2 separate regions of the Sus scrofa genome follow, and region 2 is linked to region 1. A link is a contact called in public Hi-C data. All regions are on one chromosome and are shown on one strand. The core of a region is the stretch at or near the end of the contact, and the rest is flanking DNA. Distances in the headings are between cores, read along the strand shown. Region 1 has its middle 11 kb from the start of KRT8. Region 2 has its middle 13 kb from the start of KRT18.

Region 1 (2,881 bases), core at 112-2,611:
CCCCTTTACACCCACCTACATGCCACGCTTATATCGTACATAGATCTGAGTAGGTACAGGGCGTGCGCCTTCTGTGTTTGCACATGGAGGGCGTGCTGTGTGTCTATGGGTGTGTATAGGTTGTGTGAAGTGTGTAAAGGGATTTTGCCTATCTCCTGGGAGCATGGTCTCCAGGGTTTAGGGCCAGAGCAGGGCTGGGTGTCTGGGGGTGGGGGGGGGAATCGCCAGAGTTTAGGGCCAGAGCAGGGCTGGGTGGGGGGAGGGTGCACCCCTGGGGCTTGGCTCCACCATCACCCGCAGAGCTGGAGCTGCAGGCAGACACGCTGGCTCTTGAGTGCCCGACCAAGGGTGGACAAGCTCTTTTTTAGCACTCCCGAGATGGGGGCACTTCCAGACCTTCCCAAACACCGATGGAGAATAAACACGTGCAGAGGGGTCAGTAGTGGGGACAGCCTAGTGCAGGAAGCTCAGGTTCTGGTCCTGTTGTGGGATCTCCCCAGGGTCGAATCCCTGGGCTCCAGGCTTCCCAGCCCCAGGCCCTTCTTCCTGCCCCTCTAGCCGCCCATCACAGCACTCTTTTTTTTGTTTGTTTGTTTTTTGTCTTTTTTTTTTTTGCCTTTTCTAGGGCTGCTCTCGAGGCATATGGGGGTTCCCAGGCTAGGGGTCAAATTGGAGCTGTAGCTACAAGCCTACGCCAGAGCCACAGCAACGTGGGATCTGAGCTGCATCTGCGACCTACACCACAGCTCACGGCAATGCCGGGTCCTTAACCCACTGAGCAAGGCCAGGGATCGAACTCGCAACCTCGTTGTTCCTAGTCGGATACGTTAACCACTGCGCCACGACGGGAACTCCAAATTTTGAGGCTATAGCTTCTCAGCACTCTTTTTTTTCTTTTTCTTTTCTTTTTCTTTTTTTTTCCGCCCATCTCAGGAGAGCTGTTTCCACACGGAGCGCAGGCATTTTACCTCCCCCAGTCCCGGGACCAGGGCCAGGCTTCTTTCTGGACTCTGTCACAATAAAGGACTTCACTCTCCGATGATAAAACTTAACAGCCCCATTATCTAGAGCAATGACTCTCCACCATTGTGGCAGCGGCTCTGAGTACGAACATTTTTATCATGATCTGCCAACGTTTATACACACGTATATAATTGAAACAAAAATCGCATAAAATACCACCAGCCTCTGCCCGCTGTTCATGTGTGATCGGCCCTCTCCAGGGGTCCCCGGTGCCAGGAGGTGCAGCACCCAGGGAGAGACCTCCTGTCCATTAAGGCCCCAAGTCAACATTTTCAACTGTGCCCCACCCGATCCTCTGGGAAGCCAGCCACCCCTCTTATCGGGCCCTGCCCACCCCCTCCCGCTGGAGGTGGGCACATGGAGCGGGGAAGGGCAGCCAAGGGCCCCACCAATATTCTCCTGGAATTTCTACACCCCCGCTGTTTGCTCAGGCAAAGGCAGGAAGGCTCCAGGGAGAGTTCCCCCGCCCCCCCAACCCCGCCCCTCTTCCTGGTTATTGTGGATCTACTACCATCTGATCAAGGACATAGCATTTAAGAGAGGCCATCTCATCTACCTTTCAGTGTTTAATCGTGTAAAGGAGCCGGACAGCCAATTCTCTCTCTCTCTCTCTTTTATATTTGGTTTGCTTTTTAGGGCTGCCCCTGCGGCATATGGAGGTTCCCAGGCTAGGGGGCTCATCAGAGCTGCAGCTGCCAGCCTACGCCACAGCCACAGCAAAGCCAGATCCGAGCCGCGTCTGCGACCTACACCGCAGCTCACGGCAACACTGGATCCTTAACCCACTGAGCGAGGCCAGGGATCGAACCCGAATCCTCATGGATACTAGCCGGGTGGGTTACCCCTGAGCCATGATGGGAACTCCTCTTCTCTTTTGGATGAGAACCCTGAGGAAGGTTGAATGGAAGTAGGATGAATACTAATATTTCTTCCTTCCTTTCTTTGCCATGCCCATGGCATGCAGAAGTTCCTGGGCCAGGCGAGCCCCAGCAGTGACAACGCCATACCCTTAACTTGAGGAGCCACCAGGAAACTCCAACCCTAACATTTCTTTACTGCCTATTTGGTGGCAGATCTTGGGCTGTATCACATTCAACCCTCCGAGGATCCTGGGAAGCAGGTATTAAAATCCTCAGGAGTTCTCACTGTGGTGCAACAGGATTGGCGGTACCTTGGGAGCACTGGGACACAGGTTCAACCCCTGGCCCGGCCTGGCACAGTGGGTTAAGGATCTGGCGTTGCTGCAGCTGCGGCTTGTGCTGAAACTGCGGCTTGGATCTCATCCCTGGCCTGGAAACTCCACAGGCTGTGGGGTGGCCAAAAAAGGAAAAAAAAAAAAGGAAAGAAAAGAAATCCCCATCTGATGCACCTAGATTTGGGGTCCGGTTACACTGCAAGCGATAGCAGTGGGGCCTGACACTGGGTCCAGTACTTTTTGGACAATACTAGATTTTTGTCATATGTACATATATCGTACTTAGCTCGAAAATTCCAACCTTGTTTTTTGGTTAAGAAATGTCTCTTGCATACAGTTATAAAGTACAAAAGGGCTTCCTTCCTCTCCACTCACCCAGTTTCTCTCCCAGAGGGTAATTAATGTCACCTTTTTCTTATAATACACTCCAGGTAGAGTTTATGTGTATAGAATTCCTTAGGCACACACACACATGTATCCACGCATGCCTGTCTTTCACAAAGGGTATTATATATACTTTTTTTTTTTTTTTTTTGAGCTGAACCTATGGCACATGGAAGCTCCCAGGCCAGGGATCCAGGCCCAGCTGTGGCAATGCTGGATCCTCAACCTGATGTGCTGGGCCAAGGACTGGTACCTTGGGAGCACTGGGACACAGGTTCA
Region 2 (2,806 bases), core at 205-2,704, 61 kb before region 1:
CCTCGGAGTTTACTTATTTAATTTTTTTTTGTCTTTTTAGGGCTGCACCTGAGGCATATGGAGGTTCCAAAGCTAGGGGTCCAATCAGAGCTGTGGCTGCTGCCCTACACCACAGCCACAGCAACGCAGGATCTGAGCCACATCTGTGATCTACACCATAGTTCGCCGCAACGCTGGAGCCTTAACCCACTGAGTGAGGCCAGGGATTGAACTTGTGTCCTCATGGATGCTAGTCAGATGGGTTTCCTCTGAGCCATGACGGGAACTCCTGGATTCGGGGTTTAGAGCTTCCCAACTTTCACTCTTTGACGGGTCACCCAGTCCGAGTGGGGCCAGAGTGTCCCTCAGTTTACCCTGCTTCACCAAGGAGAGGCACCTGGGCCCAGGTGAGGGTAAGGGGACTTGCTGGGTGGCAGTGGGGGTGTCTGGGCACCATTTTATCATTCCCAGTGACCAGTGGGCATAACCAGCTTGTGACAGGCCTTCCAGAGAGGGAAGGCACAGGTGCAGTCGTGGAACCTGGGAAAATGACATAGGGATTCTGGTACTCAACTGCTTATGATAATATCAAGACTTACACAGCACTTAGCACTTACTGTGGGCTAGACTAAAAAGTTAAAAAAAAAAAAAAAGAAAGGCTTTACATGTGGCGTTCCCATCGTGGCTCAGTGGTTAACGAATCCGACTAGGAACCATGAGGTTGCAGGTTCGATCCCTGGCCTTGCTCAGTGGGTTAAGGATCCGGCGTTGCCGTGAGCTGTGGTGTAAGTCGCAGACGCGGCTCGGATCCTGAGTTGCTGTGGCTGTGGCGTAGGCCAGTGGCTACAGCTCCATCCGATTCGACCCCTAGCCTGGGAACCTCCGTATGCCGAGGGAGCAAAAAAGACAAAAAAAAAACCCAAAAAAACCCCACAAAACTTTACATGTGTTAATTCAGGTAACCCCCTCCCCCAGCACGCACTATTAAAGATAAAGTCCCCCTTTTTTTTGCTTTTAAGGGCCGGATCCGAGGCATATGGAAGTTGCCAGGCTAGGGGTCTAACCCGAGCTACAGCCACCAGCCTACACCACAGCCACAGCAACGCAGGATCTGAGCCGCGTCTGCGACCTACACCACAGCTCACCGCAACACCAGATCCTTAACCCACTGAGTGAGGCCAGTGAACCCAAAACCTCATGGTTCCTCCTTAGACCATGGGAACTCCAAGATAAAGTCCTTATTTTAGGAACAAAGATTAAAGATCCTATTTTAGGAACAGGGAAACTAAGGCATTGACAGGTAAAGAACCTGCCCGTGAAGAGTTCTCCTAGGGTTTCAAGCTTCGTAGACCAGCGAGAGGGCTGCTTCTGGGTCCCTGGGTCTTTCTGTCCTATCTCCCTAGGTTTACACCTGCAGAGCGCTGCTCAAACATGACTGCAGCAAGGCCTCCCCCGAGGCCGCAGTGCTCGTGGGCGGGGCTGAGGGGCAAAAAGGAACTGGAAGAACAAAAGGAAGCTTTGTGTCGGGGTGGGAGTCCCCTTAGAGCCGCAGCCAAGGTGGGAACGCAGGGGGGTGCAGGGAGGGACGGAGAGAAGGCGTCAGAGCCCAGGACTGCGAGGATCGCGGGGTATGGGGACTGGTGGGCGGCGAGAGGGACCCTAGATTTTAAAAATTCTTAAAGGACTCTCTGGAGCGGGAGGGGGCGGGTAGCCGTTTCTTGGCTCGGCCGGACCCTACTTTCGGCTCCTTTCCCGAGCAATCCGCGTGGGGAAGCCGCATTCCGGCGGCCCGCTGCCTTTTGTCTTCTCTGCCTTCCCCGGGGCCCTGGTGCCCTTCACCCCGAGTAGAGTCAGCGGCGGGCGCCTGGGTGTCCCCAGCTCCGAGGGCTCAGGGCTGTCCGCCTGTCCCATGGCCCCAGCCCAGTCTGGGTTCGCACCCCTGGGCTGGGCTTCCCGCGCCCTCTGACCGCCACTTCCCCAACGTCCCCCAGCTGGGAGAGTCGCCTGGTTTCCAGTTTGTCCTGGGATTCCTGGGAGCACAGGGTGATTCCCGGAGCACCTGCAACCAACCTGAGTCTCCTAAGCTAAGATGGGGGAGCATTCTCCTAACACTCAAGGGAAAAATCTTGGGTGTACGTGTGTGGCCCGCCCTATAAATTTAGGGTAAAGATTGACTATTAAAAAGCAAACTTGGAGTTCCCATTGTGGCTCAGCAGTTAACAAATCCGACTAGGAACCAAGAGGTTGAGGGTTCGATCCCTGGCCTTGCTTAGTGGATTAAGGATCCGGTGTTGCTGTGAGCTGTGGTGTAGGCCAGGGGCTACAGCTCTGATTCGACCCCTAGCCTGGGAACCTCCATATGCCGCGGGAGCGGCCCTAGGAAAGGCAAAAAGGCAAAAAGACAAAAAAAAAAAAAAAGCCCCCAAAACCAAAAAAACAACCTTAGGAGTTCCCGATGTGGCTCAGCAGTAATGAACCCGACTATTTTATCCATGAGGACGTGAGTTTGAACTCTGCTTCGTGGGTTTGAACTCTGCTTCGTGGGTTAAGGGGGTCCATCCAGCTTTGCTGTGGCTGTGGTGTAGCTGCAGCTTTGATACCATCCCTAGCCTGGGTGAATTTCATATGCCACAGGTGCAGCCCTAAAAAGCAAAAAATAAAATAAAAAGCAACCTTAAATACCTTTGTTTTTTGGAAAAAAATAAATGCAAAACCTTTTATATACCCATTTTTTTTAAATTAAACCTTTCGACATAATTGTAGACACATGGAGCTGTCAGAAATAACACAGAGAAATCCCATGTACTCTTCACCCAGTTTCCCCCAA

Evidence for each region. A called contact is a pair of places that touch in the nucleus more often than the background predicts.
Region 2: a Hi-C map of fetal liver shows a contact between it and region 1, with 2.1 times the contacts expected there. The contact joins two enhancer-like sites. A contact is called at or near these places in 3 of 5 promoter capture datasets (fetal liver, fetal skeletal muscle and liver), 29 of 47 Hi-C or Micro-C datasets (adipocytes, adipose tissue, alveolar macrophages and 17 more) and 2 of 2 datasets of contacts at active chromatin or transcription factors (alveolar macrophages and skeletal muscle).

Annotation. Positions count from the first base shown.
Region 1 is chr5:18,167,706-18,170,586 of Sscrofa11.1, reverse strand. No RefSeq gene overlaps it. Among named protein-coding and RNA genes, the nearest start is that of KRT8, 11 kb to the left of the region's middle. Within about 2 kb of position 1,361, at least 12 of the 83 cell types and tissues checked have an H3K27ac peak or open chromatin away from gene starts, as enhancers often do. A contact at or near this core is called in fetal liver, where this site is marked.
Region 2 is chr5:18,229,284-18,232,089 of Sscrofa11.1, reverse strand. No RefSeq gene overlaps it. Among named protein-coding and RNA genes, the nearest start is that of KRT18, 13 kb to the right of the region's middle. Within about 2 kb of position 1,454, at least 21 of the 83 cell types and tissues checked have an H3K27ac peak or open chromatin away from gene starts, as enhancers often do. A contact at or near this core is called in fetal liver, where this site is marked.